Regions from separate parts of the Zea mays genome. Here region 1 is linked to region 2. A link is a contact called in public Hi-C data. All regions are on one chromosome and are shown on one strand. Each heading gives the region's core, a stretch centred on a gene start, on an enhancer-like site or on the middle of the called end of the contact. The rest is flanking DNA. Distances are from core to core; before and after follow the strand shown. Region 1 holds the start of LOC100193912. Region 2 holds the start of LOC100285928 (glucan endo-1,3-beta-glucosidase 3).

Evidence for each region. A called contact is a pair of places that touch in the nucleus more often than the background predicts.
Region 1: a Hi-C map of tassel shows a contact between it and region 2, with 1.6 times the contacts expected there. The contact joins the promoter of LOC100193912 here to the promoter of LOC100285928 in region 2. A contact is called at or near these places in 3 of 25 Hi-C or Micro-C datasets (ear, leaf and tassel).

The regions. Positions count from the first base shown.
Region 1 is chr7:161,703,185-161,707,752 of Zm-B73-REFERENCE-NAM-5.0, reverse strand. LOC100193912 reads left to right here and starts at 1,947. Exons shown (of 10, transcript NM_001359333.1): 1 at 1,947-2,173; 2 at 2,263-2,457; 3 at 2,603-2,884; 4 at 2,997-3,031; 5 at 3,112-3,198; 6 at 3,594-3,723; 7 at 3,826-4,448; 8 at 4,534-4,568. The coding sequence starts at 2,077. LOC100273734 reads left to right here. Exons shown (of 11, transcript NM_001148143.1): 11 at 137-443. The coding sequence ends at 196.
Region 2 is chr7:161,389,892-161,394,586 of Zm-B73-REFERENCE-NAM-5.0, reverse strand. It overlaps LOC100285928 (glucan endo-1,3-beta-glucosidase 3), which reads right to left and starts at 1,971. Exons shown (of 11, transcript NM_001413829.1): 1 at 1,801-1,971; 2 at 1,014-1,160; 3 at 484-589.

The DNA of each region.
Region 1 (4,568 bases), core at 698-3,197, 310 kb before region 2:
CACTTCGTTCTTTTTTATTTGTTGTGTTTTAGTTAAAAAATAAATTAGCGGACGATAAATTTTTGAGAACTGAGACAGTGTACTGTGTACTATATATGCAGTTATTAATCCATGGGTGTACGTGTTTTTTTTACAGGAAGTTGCAAGTTTCCTGCGTGTCCTTGGCTGCTACCCGTGCAGCACGACAACGATCTGAGCTGCCGCGTCAAGCCGTCTGTCTCTCGGTTGCTCCGCCTCGGAAGACTAGAGTGCGAGATGGTTGTTGTTTCAACTCGAGTTAGCGATGAATAAATACTTTTGTTCCGATGACATCTCGGCTGTAGCTCCATGTTGAAATGACGAGCACCGCCAGTGTTCTGCGCAAGTAGGTGTACTGTAACGAGTGATCGGACCCTGATTACTGCTGTCAGATTCACTGTATCGAGCAATCGCACCTTGATTCCGCTTCAGATCATCAGATGTTTTGGGATTAAAGTGTATCCCTGGAAAGCAAGATGAGTGATGGAGCAGCTGGGCGCGTGTGCTGTGTGCTGCGTGTCAGTCTGTCAGAGGCGCAGATCCAAGCGATGGGCAAAGGGGGTCATGGCCCCACCTCAATTTTTATATGCTATTATACCTAGATTTAGATATACATCAAAATAAAAAAAACTTTTATATAGTAGGTACAACCAAATCTAGTTTTGATCTAACTTTTTCTCGACAACACATTGCTCAGCCCGCTCTCCATCCAAGTCGTTCGATTCCTTCCTCTAGCGGCTAGCTACTCGTGGCTCGATCGCTCCTTCGGTCATGACTGGATTGATAGTGGGTGACCAAACCCGTCTGCTACCAGTGTCATCTTGTCTTCTCGTCACTCGTTAGTTCATCACATTGTCGGGATCCCACATGCAGCGCCACTACTTTGCCTCCTAGTTCGCATCGACTGGTGGGCAAGCTATTGGTGGGATTCTGCCTTGGCACCATGGTGCCACCACCATCTACCCTCACTATGTCACCAGGTCCCACCATGTTGTCGCAATGCAACAATTGTTGTCGCTTGCCACTGCCTACAGTCGCTTGCCCTCGCTGCCCCTCGCATGTTGCTGCCTCATCATGGCCATCTCAAGGCAGACTCGCCACAACGACGCGTCGATGTGGCCACTTCACCCTGGTGCTCTCCCCTCTCTCCGCCTTTCTGTAGGGTGGCCAAAATGGTTTTCTGATATTCATATCATTTTAGAACGCTCCTAGTATTATCACATAACCTCGTTATTATCATGAAGTTATTTTTATCTAGTCGTCTAGTATCATGATTTGTCTCTTATGATGTCACCCCAGCTAAAATTTTGTTCTGCGTCCGCCACTACTGCTTGTGATAAAAGGACAGTCCAGTCACTATACATCGATGGAATTGTATCCAGCAAACCAACTGCATCCAACCTGGAAAAACAGAGGTACAACTATGCTAAATTTGCATATGGTTTATTCTTTGCATATTTGCTTCAAGATTGTTAGCTTGGTTCTCAAGAGCCATGTATTCTCATCTTCTGTCGGATTTCAGAGAAAAGCTGGTATCAGCTGCTTGAGGGATGTAAGGATAATACTACTTGTTTTTTGTTACGACATATTGATGTTCTTATTACTCAAATTATGTTGTGTTATGTTGAGTAATCATGTGTTTTAGTTATATTTCTCCTTCAGTTTTATGTTGAACTAAGGACACGAGTTTAGAAGTCCCCCTACTAATTATTCCCTGTAGCTGTAGCGTTAGCAAGCGCATTTGAAATGGACTAACAAAAAGAAGAAGAAAAAACAGACCGCTGAAAGACAAAGCCCATGAAACGTGTGACCCACAGATCCAATACCCAACCCTAAAAACGGCCCAACGAAAATACAGCCCAAACTCGCCAAAATTTAAATCATCCCACTCATTACCCATTTACCCTCGCGCGGTCGCCCCTCATCATCTTCAACGTCTCTCCAGCTCGTCTTCGCCTTCTCTCCCTCTTGAATCCCTCACCGGCGGCGATTTAGGGGTTTCCCACCGGTACCGATCCCCAGCGACTCCGGCCGGCCGCAGGACTCCTCGCTGCGCCTATGGAGGGACTCTTCCTCATCGACGTCTCCACCGAGGACGATCTTCTCTTCAACCTCGTCTCACCGGCCCCGCGGCGTCCCGATCCGCTCCACGCAGGTGAGGTGTTGCCCCCCCATCGCGCGGGATTGGTGCCTGCTATTTTGGTTGCGATTTTGTGGATCTGACGGGCGACGATTTTCCGTTAGAGTCTCTAGTGGGAGCCGAGGCAACCTCCTCCGGCGTTTCTCCATCGGCGGTGGTTCGGGCTACGGATCCGGACTGTGTGATGGAGGAGCGGGAAGATCCCGAGCGGACGGAGTCCCCGGAGCAGCGCAAGGCCAAGAAGGGGGTAAACCTCCGCAAGAGCTTGGCTTGGGACAGCGAATTTTTTACCAGTGAAGGTTCATCTTCGCTTTTGTTTTTTCCTGGTCCCCACCCATGTGAAACTCTATCTGTTTTCTGGAATTATTGCCTCTCGTTATACACTCTGGTAAACCTTAATTATGCAGATTGATCGCAACTCTTAATCTTTCCTGGTCTATGCAGGGGTTCTCGACACTGAGGAATTAGCCATTGTAAACAGCACCTATCGTAAGGCCCAAGGTTCCAGGCTGCCTGGAATCATTGAGGAAACGAGGAGATCAGGGGAGTCAACAACCTCAACTCTGGAAAGTGAAACCTGGGCGATGGAAAGCCTTGAGACTGAACTATTTGATAATGTCCGTGCTTCGATCCAGAGATCTCTTGGCAAACCTGATAAACTTTCAGGTCGGCCCGTTGCTGCCTCAAACCCCCCAAAGGCCACAGCAAATGCACCTCGTGTTGCAGGTAACAAGCCTCAAATGCTGACACAACATGCTAGTTAACATCCAAAATTTTAACTCTAGCGATCTTTGTCTGCTGTTGATAACTGATGAGCATATTCCATTGTTCCTTCCAGCTAGAAAAGGTGTTGATCGGATGCCACAGTCAAAGGTATGCTCAGTTGATCATATTGTTCAATTTCAAATTTATGTAATCATTTATCATCACTGATTACATTTGCTTATTGTCAGATGAGGGCCCCTGTTTCAACAAGCCAAGGAGCTGTTAGCAGACAAAGGCCCCAAGTCACCATCAACGAGCCTGTGGCTGCAAGAGATGTATGTCCCCTGTCAGTGATTCCCATTGTAGTTTTTTATCCATTCACCATAATTGGATGCTTGTTTAGCAATTTATTTTGTTACTAAAATGTTCATAGGCAATGCGTGCTAGTTTCTGACTTTGCAATTGACTGAAATTATTAAGTAAACCCAGCTAAGCTTCAGTCTGCCTTGTCTAATATGTAAAGTATCCCCTTGTCTAAATTTATATTTGAATTACTTACCTGAACATGCAATCAAAATCCCAGTGATTAGTATTTCTTCTTGATCTTTTTAATTACTCACCATGTCTGTGGATGCACGACCTATTTTTTTGCTTGATCTTTTTAATTAAAAAGTTCTGTGCTGTGCGATATTCTGATTTCAGCTTCATATTTGCATTTTTTCTTAAGAAGAATTTAACAGGAGCTGCAGAAGCAAAGATATCCTCAAAGCCTCCTAGGGCTTTGCCAAGAGTTGCTATGATGAGATCATCAACTAATACAACTGTCACCTCTAGGGCTTCAGACAAAAGAAACAGCACTGGTGTGTAAATTGGCATGCATTTTTGTTCACTCATTAGTATCGAGAACCCCTGCATAGAACAATATAACATAAACGTAGCCTAATATGTATTTTGTCTTTCAGGGGGTGCTGTCAACAGGCAGGCAGTTGGTAAAACTGCCAGTACTTCAGCTGTCCTGCGATCTGGCAGGGGTACAAATTCCAGTTCAATCTTGAAATCAGGTTTCTTCACATCAGCAGCAACTTCTTCCCATTGTATGTTGATGGACACTAAGCCAGAAGCCAAAACTAAATCAGCAACACTAAGCATCAAGAATAGACCTGCTCAGAGGGTCCCTGTTCGTCCGTCATCAAAATCTGATATCAGCAAAACTATACCCTCAAGATCATCAGGGAACAGGATCCCAGCTAAGGGCCATGCTGACCGTGCATCACCAAGCATTTCACCTAGCAGCTCCATGGACAGCATGAGCTCTGTGATATCTGGGGCTTCAACTGCTTCCACCGTAGGGAAGATGAGTCATACATCCGATAATTTGAATGCACTGTCCCCCTCCCTCAGGAAGAGCAATGACTGCCATCCGAATCCAAAGTTTAGGCCTCCTATTGTCACAGAGGGACATTCTTCTGGAACAGCAGCATCTAGAGATAATTTAAAAGCTACTGCAGAAATAACCAACCAGGGAAAAGGCCTTAAGCCATCGGGGCTTCGGAGACCCACACCCAAGATTGGTTATTTTGATGCTGTATGTGCAGTTTTGTATACTCTTTAACTTGCAATATGTGGTTTCTTTATTAGTGCTTCTAACAATCTTGCTATGTATGTTTCAGGAGAATTATATTGACCAAAACATCGGTGCACAAGT
Region 2 (4,695 bases), core at 722-3,221:
GATACCAAATGTGGAAGTGTATTGATATGTTAGCAGAATCATTAAATGTGACCCGTGATGAAAGTTGGTCATGGTGTATTAGGTTTTTTTTTTGCGGAGAATTTGGTGTATTAGTTTAATGTAGATAACCCACAAACTACAAGATTATCATAAGAAGACGCGTACGAACTGATAGACAGTCAAATATTACGAAATCCAGAATCCAGCATTGGAGGTTCCCATGAGTTGGGTCTGGGGAAGGCATAAAACGAGGCAAACGTTCCCCCACAAATACAACCCGCAACCTGGTGACTCAGATAGACCGCCCCTTCAGTGCAAAACAATACAACAACAACATAACCTTTTTGTCCCAAATAAGTTAGGGTAAGCTAGAGATTAAACACACAAGAAACAAGAATAGAAGGAAAAAACACCAAAAGAGTAAAAGACAATACAGTAGAGTTAAGGGTAAATAGAAAAAGAGACAAAGATCATGGTTCATACATGTTAATTGCTAGTCTCCGAGCGCACCTATCCTTAGCTAACATCTTGAAGATATTCCACTCATATCTCTTAGGTACCTCGTCCCAAGTCATTCCTTGGAGATATTCTGCTTCTTCAGTGTAAAACAATAATTGAAACAAATAATGAGCACCACTTGAGCAATAAAAAATAGGAACACGAATAAATCAATTTAAAAAACTATAAATAGATTACCAACGGATAAATAACAATTCTAGAAAATGGTTCTGATTTCATATTTTAAAAACGAAGTAAATTAGTTATGAATTTTTAGAGACTGAACTAGTTTTTTTTATATTTTCTTAAGTAGAAAACTACCTTGGAAACCACTTTACACTGGTTCAGGTAGTGTTCCATCCAGTTTTGACAGTTGTAGAATGTCAGGTACTGTTTTTCATATTTCAGCGTTAAAAATTGGATCGACGTGCGAGATTGATATTGAAAAAAGAACTCTACCATAGAAAAAAGTGGGTTTAAACCAGCATAGAGTGCCAGAAAATATACTTTCTTACCTCCATAAGCTCATCTTCCACCCATGTGAGCCTGCTTGACACAGTAAAGCATCGTTTTGGCACTACGAATTTGCCGGCAACAAGCCAACAATGCAAACTGGGAGGATTAGTTAGGCCTAGTTATAGCAAAACGACCTTAGTTGTAACCTGCACACAAAAAAAATGCCTTCGCGGACAATGACATTAGGAACTCCAACTTCACAACTATCTAGAGCAGTACACTCCATCCAAAGCCACCCGATGGGTCCATAGTTGCACCTTGAAACAGCAAGGAGAAAGCAAACTAGATATGTGCAGAAACAGATATGGAGATGACTAGATGAGTCATGAGTGTATTGTTTACTAGAAGTGTCTGATAACCATGCAGAGTGTTAAGGACAGGTGGCAATAAAATCATTTAAACAGCACGATGTCACGTGAGTCGGCATAAAATTAATTTTCAATCTGAGTCCTAAAACATATAAGGGAGGCATGTAACCAACCCAAGCAAGTAAAAAAATAGGTTCACTCAAAACTCAACTATTACTGGCACAAAAGGCAAGTATGTCTGTATGTGGAACTGACATAAATTGGATAGAAGTACAGTGCAACAATTAAATTTACCACTTTACCAGTAAGCATGCGCCGCGAAATGTGCCGCGGTTCTCTGAAGCCTAGCACATGATCTCGTATCAATGTCCACCCGGTGGGAAGAACACTGACACGAGAGCAGGCAGCGAAGCTATTTTTTTACGAATTGGCACGCAGATGCAGAGAACATGGGCAGAGCGATCGTGCCTATCCGTACCGGAGCCGACGGGACGGAGAGGGGCAGCGACAGTGAGTGGCCGGAGCCTTCCGTCCTAGAAGGCCCGGCCTAGAAGGTCGCGGAAGGGCGTGCTCCCAGTCCAGCGCCGAGCCCGGCCATGGGGAAGAGATACAGGTGTGGAGGACGAACGGGGAACGGAGGTGCCTTGGAGGTTTTGTCGAGAAGATAAAAAACAAAGCGAAGAGAAGGGAAAAGGAAGCCCACAAGCGACCCGTCCTCAGCCTTCAACCTTCGATCTCCAATCTCAAAGCACTCTGGTGGTTGACTTGACTTTTTACCAACAGCCAGCATCGCGGCGGCAATATTCTCGGTTCCATTGATGGGCCTAATGGGCTGGAGTGTCCTCATTGGACTGACACGGAAAATTGTGCATCAGTGCATCACTAATGTATAAACTATAAATCAACAAAATAAATACATATGTGTTTTATTAGTTAGGTGGGTGTGAATATTAGTTTAGAGCCACCAACCATAGTTCGAATATTTATTTGTATATAGTTTTAGCTTTTTCCAATTAAATGTTTAAATGTGGATCTGTCTGACTGCAGGTTGATTACAAGAAAATATAATTAGTTCTTTGTAAAAGTGACAACGGTAGAACCGCAGAACCAAGAAAACTGGTGTTTTAATATAGTAGAGGTAGAGGTAGAGATAGAGATTTCCATGGTCACTCTTTTCCTTTCCGTTTTATGCAAAAATAAGGTAAAATTGTCCACAAATGGGGTTCAAACTTTAGTTGTTGGCTCCACATTCTCACCCACCTAACCAACATGACACATATTTTTGTGTTTTATTAAATCAAAGTCTATCCATATGATACATATAGAATCTGTAGCAATACACGTGCATCGGATTAGTATTGTGTGCTTGTGTATACGTCAAATCTCACTGATGTATTAGGTCATTTTCAATGAAAGTTTCATGAGAGATTTTATGACATTAATTAGTATGCCATATAGGATTTTTGATGGCATGACACTATATTTATTATGAAATAGTTGAAACTAGTTTCATCACTAGAAAACTATGTCAACCTGTTAAGGTATTAGAAAACGTGTGGAACCATCATCAAGGGCAATTTATTTTATCTCCATCTATTTTATCTATTCCTATTGGTTATTTAGATACAACATTTAAGTCACATGCTAGCCCATGAAATTGTAACATGAAACTCCTTATTGAAAGAGCATATTTCATTCTTCATTTTAACTTACTTTTATTAACATGGCAATATTGGAAATAGTGTGATGAAACTACCACTGAGAATAGCGTTATGGAGTCAGGACAACATCATCTTTGCATAATAATGGGATTGATTCTGAGTATTTTAGGACCATTAACGATCATAACTTTGTCTGTAATTGCACCATCAAGTATGCTCCCAAGAGGCACATCAACAGGTGGGGGCTCAACACACCGGTTTAAGCTTCCTATATATGCAATTAGTAGCATATGCATATAGATATGTTTTTGAAAATAGTCCTTGTCATGTCTTACCATTCGTCTAGTCGTATGAACCTATACATTGCCTCCAACAGTATGCTCTTCACCCTTGTTCATAGAATTTTTTCTTCTTCATTGACTTCTCTTATAATTCTTTAGAAGCCCATAGATGACAAAAGGGACCAATAAACATCTAAACGGCCTTTCCAAACCACGAGAGTTGAACCTACATATATGTTAATATATCAAAATAATAGTAATATATCAAGCATCTCGTCTATCATATCAATGCTTGCGCTATTATTTCCTTCCTCTTCTGCAATAAATGTGATGTATTTCTCGCTGTAAAATACACATGTTTCATAATCCGCAATGAAACTATTTTGATACAGGTGTTTACTCATTGTGACCTTATCAAATAACATCGAGTTTTAACATTTGTTGCATGGATACCAGATCTTATCATTATTCAACAAAGGCACCATTAGAAAAATCCTTAGTCTTAGTGATCCATTCAGCTAAGTGAGCTTGAGTTTTATTCCAACCATATACATCCATCGATGATCATCATCCATATTTAATTTTGTAGAATAAAGCAAGGTGCACAATAATGAGTCTGAGTTTTATTCCAACCATATACATCCATCGATGATCATCATCCATATTTAATTCTGTAGAATAAAGCAAGGTGCACAATAATGAGCGTTTTATGTTGCCTATACATAAGGATATGTCCTAAACTCATCCAAGAGTGACCAACACAACGCAGATTTATGATGAGTCCATAGCGTTTGAACGAAATTTCGGTGACATAACGTGTTGTTCTCCACCTGCACAACTGAATATGGTGTCGTGTAAAACAACCTAGGTCATATCGTCAAAATTTTGTTTGAACCACATAGTTTTTCATAAATGTCAATGCTATATTAGTCATTCGGATGATGTCTACAACTTAAGACCGTCAAATCTCACATGTGTGACACACGTGACAAGTGTCGATCCAAAATTGGTGAATTATGTGTTTTGTTACTCTACTCACATAATACTAAAAGAAAAATCTACTGATGTAACATTAGAACAATTAAATAATCATTTGTAGGGTTGAATCGTACATGTTTATCATTCTTAGGCACGGGCAGACGTGGACGGCGCCACAAGTGGGCTAGGTGTGTGCCATGTGCGGGTGGGGTGACCGGGGCTGGCAGGTGCGCAGGACATGGCGACGCAGGCACAACGGTATACATAGGCGAGGTTGGGCGATTGAGGCCGACGAGCATGCATAGGGCCGGGCGAGTGTGGTGCCATGGGCGTGCAATGCAGGTCGAGCAGGCGACGACGGAGAGAGCGAGGGAGCATATGGTAGCCTTTATAAAGTCCATTTTGTCTAAATCTTAAAAATAAGTCTTTTATTTTCAACAACTACGTATAGTC